Regions from separate parts of the Mus musculus genome. Here region 1 is linked to region 2. The links are chromatin contacts, called in public ChIA-PET maps. All regions are on one chromosome and are shown on one strand. The core of a region is the stretch at or near the end of the contact, and the rest is flanking DNA. Distances in the headings are between cores, read along the strand shown. Region 1 has its middle 8.6 kb from the start of Gm30985. Region 2 holds the start of Aqr (aquarius).

Region 1 (3,211 bases), core at 349-2,848, 270 kb before region 2:
ACCCAGGAAATTTAATAAGTTTTTTGCAGATGGTTTTCAGCATTTTTTTATTACAGAGAGAGAGAGAGAGAGAGAGAGAGAGAGAGAGAGAGAGAGAGAGTCTGATTCAGCTCACATACTGATACTGAATGGGTTTTATTTCATATTTATTTGGTTGGGCACTTTTGCTATGTTGCAAGTGTAAAGGTTAAAGATGACTGTGGGAATCAGTTCTCACCTTCTGCTATGTAGTCCCAGGGACTGAAACTCAGGCTGTCAGGCTTAATAACAAATGCCTTTGCCCATCTTGCCAGTCCCCCCTAAAGTCATTTATTAATAAGCATGGCTCCATTCATACACATGGATCCTCTGTGACCTACACATCTTACTTTGGGATCCACTTCCTAGCGTTCCTACAATGGGGACAACATTTTTAAAAATTTATTTTAAATGTTATTTTAAGATGTATTTTAAAATTTATATATACTTGTGTCCCAGCTTTTCTGTATGGGTGTCACATGCATGTGGTACCAATGGAGTCCAGAAGAAGGCATCAGATCCTGTGGAGATGGAAATATAAGTGGCCGTGAGCTGTCTGAGGTATGTGCGCAGAACTGAACCTACAAGAGAAGCAAATGCTCTTAATGCCTGGGCCATTTTCTTGATTTCCCAATACATATTTTGAGGGGCCCTTTTAAATCATAGCACAGTCCTTCACAAAAAGTGTTTGCTATGCCCTTTAAAGTAATTGTTCATTAGGCAATCAAAGAGCTTACAGGGAAGATATCAGCTCATGAGAAAAAAAAAAAAAAAAAAAAAAAAAGGAAAGTCCTCTAGCAACAGATGTCTCTGAATGAGCAAAGCTTTGTCATCTCTCAGGATGGCACTCAGGGTCAGAAGTCCTTACATGTTTCCCAGAGCACATCTAAGCTCCTCCCCTCAACACTTGGCTAGAGACCAAGGCAGATTCCTGCAGCCAAGGCTACCAGTGTGTGCAATGGCTCCTGAGTAACCTGGCTAACCCTGGATGTGTTGGCTTACAGGGATAATTCTAATTCCAGTTGGTTGTTTCCAAATCTCCAGGAAGAGTAAGACATTCTTTGAGTTATCTTTAGGCCTAAAGTAGCTTTTCCCCATTTTTTTACATATCCATTAAGCCCTTTGCTCCACATACTTATGAGGTGCCAGACCCGGCAACATTGTCTTCTCAGTGCTAGACGTACACAATAAAAAACAACCACAGTCCCAATTTCTGAGGGAGCTCAAGGTTAGTGGTAGAGAAATGAGTAGTGGTTGAAAGATATTCCCAACCTAGGACACATATTTAATAAAGGCAGAAATAAGATGCCTGTGTTAGCTCAGAGAACATACAGGAGTTGCAGTACAAACAGTAGGAGACAGGATTTCACTAGGCACCAAGTCGCTTTATTGAGAAAACCCTAGAGTTTTGGAGAAAAGCAAGAGGGCACATCAAGACAGTACTGGCTTTTGTTTACCACAACCCTCAGGACCTTTCTCCCATGTTCCTTTGTGATGGCTGCCACAACAAAGGACCACAGACTAGGCAGCTCAGTGGGAATCTATTTTCTCACAGTTCTGGAAGCTAGATATCCAAGGTCAAGAGGTCAACAGGCTTGACTTCCTGTAAGGACTTCACAGCCTGCTGCTGATCCTCTTTGTACTTCTGTCACAGAGCCTTCCCTCTGTGTCTGTGTCAACACATCTTCTTACCACATTGGCCACATGAGATCAGGGTCTACCCTAAAGACTCAATCTAATGTGGCTACCAGTTTACAGATCTGATCTCTGGAGCTGAGGAGAGTGTAGCACACAGCAGGCCTGAGGGATATTTATGGATTTGTGAATATTTCTCTCTCTCTCTCTCTCTCTCTCTCTCTCTCTCTCTCTCTCTCTCTCTCTCTCTCTCACTCTTTACCTACCTAGCTATTCCTACATTTCTCCTATGAGCTTGGCTATAATAGCCTGTCTTCATGCTCTGCCTTTCCTACCCTGTGTAGGTATTTAGATGTGGTCTTCTTTCACAGCATCATCTCTGGAAGAAGCAAGGTGTGCTGTGCTTTCTTATGTGTTCTTCCATACCACAATGGAGAGCCAGATAACCCAGGTCAGGATTTAAGGAAAGCATCCTATATTAAAGGATACTTTCAAGGTAACTCATGACTCGAATATAAAATGAGCATTTTTCAAAGATTTTATTTAGCTCATTAATAAACAGGTAAGATTCTACAGTTACCACAAAGAAGAATGCAACAGAGAAATATGCAGGTGCATCTTGAAAGCCAAATTAAACTGAACTTGCTTAACAAAGTTAACAAAGATGCAAAGTTGGTCAAGAGCCACACAAAGTGCTTCCTTGCATTCCACCAATTGCAAATTGCATTGCTATGATAAAAATAATTTGCATCACCACCAGGATTGTGGGGGAGGAAGGAGCTTTACCACAAACCCCAGGCTAGCTTTGAGTTGTGACTCTCCTGCCTCAGGCTCCCTTGCCAGGAGTGTACCACCCTGTTAGCTTTTATCATAAATTTTTCATATTTGGCACTAATTAGTAATTTCTAGTAAATGTGATGAGATAAAAACATGTTTTGATAACCAAACTGATGAGATAAACTAAAAAAGTTTTTTAGTAAGTTGAATATTGGCAGTGTTGAGAAACTAGCTTCTGCATTTAGGGGTGTGTGTGACATTCTAATACTGTGTAGCTTAGAACTGATCAAGGTTTCCTGACTTTCTCCTAGTCATTTTATTCCTGGGTCCCAGGGAAAGAGTGCTGTGGGTGCCCCCTTAAAGCTGTGCCCACCTCTTAAACTGGAATTATGTAAAAACATGAATGCACGTTTCTGTGTATTCCTGCTTGCAGAATGTTGTGCAAGAGGAGAGACTTCTTTTCTACCACACTGCTCTGAGCTCTGCAACAAAGAGTGGTAACTGTGATAGGAGAAAAGCTATGATGCAACCAGCATCCAAGAGGACATCCGTGAGGCTGAGGATGTTGTAAATACTTGTTGAGACCATGAGTTGAAAAGACAAGAGCAGACTTAAGATGCAGGGATTCTGCGTTGTGAAATGGTACCAGTAGGAAAGTTTATTTCCTACTGTATTTGTTATTTTCCTAGTGTTGTTTTCATATTTGAAACCTTTATTATTTATCCTATTTCTCCTCTTTTTCTACTTGAAAAGAGAAAGCAGCAGGCCAACCTGGGGATGC
Region 2 (5,792 bases), core at 2,811-5,310:
ATTTAAAATAATCTAAGAATCCACAGAGGGGAAAATTGTTACACACACACACACACATCTTTTGGAAAGGATTAAAAGAAATAAAACAAAATGACAATGTACGTCATCTCTAGGTAATGATTTTTATGTTCTTATGTGTAACTTCTAAAGATTCCACATTTTCTGACATAAGAAGTTATTAGTTTGGTAATGAAAAGCAGTTTTCGATTTTTTAAAAGAAGCTAAACAGGAGTAAGGCCTAAGCAAGGATGATTGAATCTCACTTAGAAATGGGAATAAAATAGTCACAGGAAGCAGATGGAGGGAGGGAACTGAGTGGGAGAGGGGATAGGGAATTGGGGGGGGGGGGTTCAGGATCAGGTCTGGGGAGGGACAGAAAGATGGCCAGATAGGGCTATGAGAATGAATGAAAATCTGCAACTGATGGGGTTGGGGAGGGGAAGGGCATCTCCAGGATGTGACAGAGACCTGGGATAAGGGAGGCTCCCAAAGAATCAATGTGGGTGACCTTAGTTAGCTAGGACTCAGAGCATTAGGGATATGGAACTTGAAGAGGCCACCTCCTGTAGCCAGGCAGGAATCACAGTGGAGCAATAAAGATACCTACCCACCCACAAAACTTTCGACCCAAAATTTATCCTGTCTACAGAAATGCAGGAATGGGTGATAAAGCAGAGACTGAGGAAACAGCCAATCAATAACCGGCCCAACTTGAGACCCATGGGCAAGCACCAATCCCTAACACTAATAATGATACTCTGTTATACTTCCAGACAGGAGTCTACACATGGCTGTCCTCTTGAGAACCTCCGCCCAGCGGCTGACTCGGTGGGATGCAGAGATCCAGAGCCAAACAGTGGATGGAGCTTGAGGACTCTTATGGAAGAGTTGGGCGAAGGATTGTGGGCTCAGAAGGAGATAGGAACTCCACAGGAAGACCAAGGGAGTCAAAGAACCTGGAACCCCGAGGCTCTCAGAAACTGAACCACCAACCACAGAGCATACACAGGCTGGGCCCTGAAGCTATGTAGCAGATGTGCAGCTTGGTCTCCATGTGGGTCCTGAACAACTGGAGTGGAAGCTATCTTAAAAGCTGTTGCCTGTAGGTGGGATATGCTCTTCTAGCTGGGCTGCCTTATCTGGCCTCGGTGGGAAAGGATGCACCTAGCCCTGAAGAGTCTTGATGTACAAGAGTGGGAAATACCCAAGATGAACCTCCACCCTCTCAAAGGAGAAAGTGGGGGAAGAGGGAAGAGTTTTGGAGCAGGTCACTGGAAGGAGGGGCAGTAAGTGGGATGTAAAGTGAATAGATTTAAAAAAAAAATGTACTGAAAGCTTTTGTTGAATTAATCTTTAAAACAATACCAAGAGCGCAGCTGTTTGCAAATATATTGTAAAACAAAGCTACTTACTTTTATATCAAACGGTGATTTCTTCTTGATATGAGGAGCCCAGTATTTACATGCTAGCTGCAAAAGTGAACAGCATAAGTTTAAGTTCCAGGCTCACAACAGTGCACCATCTAGACATGCAAAGCTGCTTCTTAGCACAGAGCTAGGACTGGAGAACTAACTGGACAATTTTAAAGGTACCATACAGGCGTACCACTTAGTTATCGTCCTTGGCCACAATCCAATAAATACCAGTGATGCTTAGTGTGGTAACTGGCCACCATGATGCTCAAAACACCCAAGCATCCCAAGCCCCTGGCTTGTCTATAATCAGAGTAAAACATTTTTTGGTCCAGTCATAAGGAAATCCAGAGCTCAAGAGATTTAGTGAGCTGCCCATGGTTAGTTAGTCATCAGTTGACTAAATATTTAAAAACAGTTTCAAAATATTCATTAATGTTGATATGTAAAGAAATAAGCCTTTAAATGACTACTATACCCAGACATAAGTAGACAAAAATCATTAAGAAATGGAGTAGAAAGGCTGATTATTAGAAGTTGGTGTTGTATATTTTAGCAGGTCAAGCTTTGCTTAGAAATTTAAATACATATATATATAATCTCTCCAGAATTTGAAGTGGACTATACAACTGTTAAGAAACATAGACTGGGGGTGAAGAAGTGGCTCAGCAGTTAAGTGTACTTGGTCTTCCAGAGGGCCTGATTGTATTCTCAGTACTATCCTGAGTGACTTACAACTCTCTCCAACTGCAGTTCTAGGGAACTGACAGCCTCTTCTGTCCTCCACAGATAACTGCACTCACCAGCACATACCACCCCACCCCAAACACATAATTAAAAATTAAAATTGAAAAACAAAATAGTTCTTACTGATTTTTAAAAACAAAACAAAATCTCTTTTTAAAAAACCAGAAACTCTAGGGAGCACATTTTTTAATAGGTAACTGCACTGTCTGGTAGACTTCAATGCTTGGTGTATCACTAGACAGACACACAGACAGAAAGATGAACGGACAAATGAAACCACGTCTGAAGTGTTCTTCTTCCAAGAAGCTTCTGCAACACTAACGGACAACTAACGCTTCCATCTTTCAGGTTGTAAACAGTTTCAATATATTCTTCTATTTCTGTATTATAAACATTTCACTGATTATTCATCCTCATTGAAGTGAAACAGAGAAGATGGTACCTGTGTGTTCTTTTCATTTACAGCTCAATATCTTACAATCAGCAGACTTTATAAGAGACCTTCTACAATGTGAAAACTTTCTTGTGAACCCTATGCTGGCCTCAAAACAGACAAGGCTAGCCTTGAACTCCATTCCCCACTGTCTTCACATCTCACATGCTGGGAATGAAAGACAGGCACCATCTCTCCTCCGCACTTTCCCTCTCGGTTCATGTGTTCCTGTCATTCTAGCTCTTTCTTTACATTCAAACTTTAAGGTATCAGCACTTGCCTGGACTGTTTTTGTGTTCTTTCTCAAACTGTGTACTTATCTGCATTTAGCTTTAATGCGGTTAAGAAGTCGGGATAGCCTCTCTAATATTGTATAAAAGGATGAAAATAAAGAAAACCAAGTTAACAGGATCCACTTTTTAGTTACCATGGCATATTCAAGTAACCGCAGCTATAGCCATAAAAGCATAAAATTAGGGGGGAAAGGAGGGAGAGACAGACAGACAGGTACAGAGAGAAAGGAAGGGAGGAAAGAAGAAAGGAAGGGCACTTTGGGTAAAAGCATAGGCCAGATCACAGCACTTTCAAAGATTCCAGTCATTATCCCAGGGACAATCAGAATTGTTTACGGGACACTGTAGGAAGACAAGTAATGTGAGCAGGTTTGCACCAGTGAGCACTCTGGAGCAATCTGAAGAACAGGCTGCAGGAGGGCAAGAGGAAATATGACAGATCAACAAGTCTTAGTGGGGAAGGCATCTTTGGGCGAGAGAGGTCCAGAAATACAGACAAACACTGTGTAGACATGCTGGGGCTAAGCGAATGGAAACAGTTTCTAGGCTTCTGCCCTGACAAATCTGCGGAGCCAGAAGAGGCGCGGGAGGGCTTAAATTTTCCCGCACTTACACTCTCAATAATTTCCTAAGAATTAACAAGGATGTGAAAGGCTACAGGCCCGGAATTGGCTCTGTTGTCTCCTAAATGAAAGGTTATAATGACAATTAACTGCCATAGAGCGATCTACTTGTAGACAGAGTCTTGTCAGAGTAATACAATTCAGAAGCACGCTTTGTGGTCTAACGAGGAGCGGCCTCTTTCACTGCAGCTTTTCCAATGTTTAACTAGCAACTTGCACGTACACAAGATATCAAAATCAATCCCAATCCCGGGCTTTAGGTCCTCGGCATCCCTCCTTACACAAGCGGGCACGCCGGGGCTCACCTGAGTGACGAACTCCGCGTTGATCTGGGACACCGTGGGGGCCACGATTTTCTTGGGCTGCGCAGGAGCCGCCATCGCAGCGATCGCCACTGAAGCTGACCAGAGGCTCGTAGCGGCGACTCTCGAAAGCTTTCAAGCAGCGGCGGCGACCCAGCCCCGAGGTGCCAGAGCGCCCGGCACAGACACGCTGGGCTCCCACGGTTCCTCCCGGAACCTGAGAAGTCCCGGCGTTCCCCGGAAGCAGAACTAGTGGGCCCGGAAGTCAAGGCAAGAGTTAAGCTTGAGCTAGAAAGTAGGCTGCCTTTACCTGTCTCTTTATTGCCCCCTAGTGGAAGGAAGAAAGATAACATACAGCGTGTAGGATTGGGTCATAGGGAGAGAGGGGGCTGAAAGATGTGTTGAATGTGATTAATAAAGGTGGGAGTTGAAAGAATAGGATGTCGACTTTATTTGAACGCTAAAGAAAAATATAGTAAAAAGCAAAACCCATACTCTTAGAATTTGAGGCACCGTGTGACTTCAAAAACTGCCTGGAAGTACTGATTGCCATACAATAAACATAAACCAAGTGTAAAACTTAATACACTTTGAAATAGTTGTCTATCTATTATTGTATCACCAGAATCATGGCAATGAGATTACCCAAAGCCATTAAAAGTTACTATGTGTCCTTCTGCCTTCAACCTATCACCCCTTTTTCTCACACAGTCTTCTACTATCATGGATCCTCTGGGTCACTGTTAACTACAGAATTTTATATAAACTTTATGCAAATTTGCAGAGGAATAAAAGAGAGATTGATCAGCGGTTAAGAGCACCAGGTGCTCTTCCAGATGACCTGGGTTCAATTCCCAGAAGCCACATGGCAGCTCTCAATTGTTTGTAACTCCAGGTCCAGAGGCTCTGACACCCTCACACAGACATACATGCACGCAAAACACCAATTCACATGAAATAAAAGTAAAAATAAAATTTAAAAAGAAACTATTTTACATACATTTTAGAATATGTTCTTTTTTGGTCACTCAAAATTATTTTGAGATGCATCTGTGTTGTTCATATCAGTCACTGATTCAGTTGTATTGCTAAATAATAGCCAACTTTTCAGACATACTACAATCCATAAATTTAGTAATATGTTGATATGCGTTTAGATTGTTTCTAGTTGCTGACTACTACAAGAAAGTCCTCTACAGGCGATTCTAAGTCATTATGTAGACATACATTTCCTCTGAAGCAACACATTCAATGGTGTATGTTTGCCATTTTAAGAAATGTCTGTCTTTCCAAAGCAGTTGTGCCTTGCTAACATTTGAGACTTGTGTTGTCTTCTTTCCCTTACCGACTTTTAATATGGATAGTTTTTAAAGTTGTTTTAGGCATACTACGTATGTGGTACATCACAGTATAGGTGTAATTCATGTTCCTCCAATGGTCCATGATGCTGAACTCACAACTTCTTGTGAGTTTTATGCTTTTATCCTCACTAGGGAAATAACTGTTTAAAACTTTAGCCTGGTTCTTATTTGGTCACTTATTTTATAATTCTTGGGTTAGCACACCCATCCCATTTACAAACTCATACATAGGTTGAACAGTTATCTCTAGTAAGTCCTCTCTAGAGGAATATAGGCAGTAGACTGGTACACCATTCTCTCTCTCTTAATTTGTGATATATACCCATCTGCCCAAAATGAGGACTGTGAAAGAAAATAGCTGTAGGTCTGGCCATCAAGTATATACATGTTGTAGCTTTCGTCCCTCCATCTTTTATGGTTTGTAGACATATAGATAAAAATTTGCTCGATTACAATTTTAAATGTAAAGCATTCTGAATATATAACTACCACTGACATGTTATTGCCAACTATGGCATCTATAAAACAGTAGGGCAGGCTTTCAAATGACTTTGATGATGACTCTTAAGATGCTGAAATCGTTATTTTTATACTTCACCATAACTACCCATCAGGCCTTGA

What was found. ChIA-PET counts read pairs in DNA pulled down with a chosen protein or histone mark.
Region 1: an RNA polymerase II ChIA-PET map of effector CD8 T cells shows a contact between it and region 2, with 9 read pairs. The contact joins the enhancer-like site here to the promoter of Aqr in region 2. A contact is called at or near these places in 1 of 484 Hi-C or Micro-C datasets (CD8 T cells) and 3 of 115 datasets of contacts at active chromatin or transcription factors (effector CD8 T cells, epiblast stem cells and large pre-B cells).

The regions. Positions count from the first base shown.
Region 1 is chr2:113,901,658-113,904,868 of GRCm38.p6, forward strand. No RefSeq gene overlaps it. Among named protein-coding and RNA genes, the nearest start is that of Gm30985, 8.6 kb to the left of the region's middle. Within about 2 kb of position 1,599, at least 46 of the 459 cell types and tissues checked have an H3K27ac peak or open chromatin away from gene starts, as enhancers often do. A contact at or near this core is called in CD8 T cells and effector CD8 T cells, where this site is marked.
Region 2 is chr2:114,171,279-114,177,070 of GRCm38.p6, forward strand. Aqr (aquarius) reads right to left here and starts at 4,061. Exons shown (of 35, transcript NM_009702.3): 1 at 3,814-4,061; 2 at 1,413-1,469. The coding sequence starts at 3,888.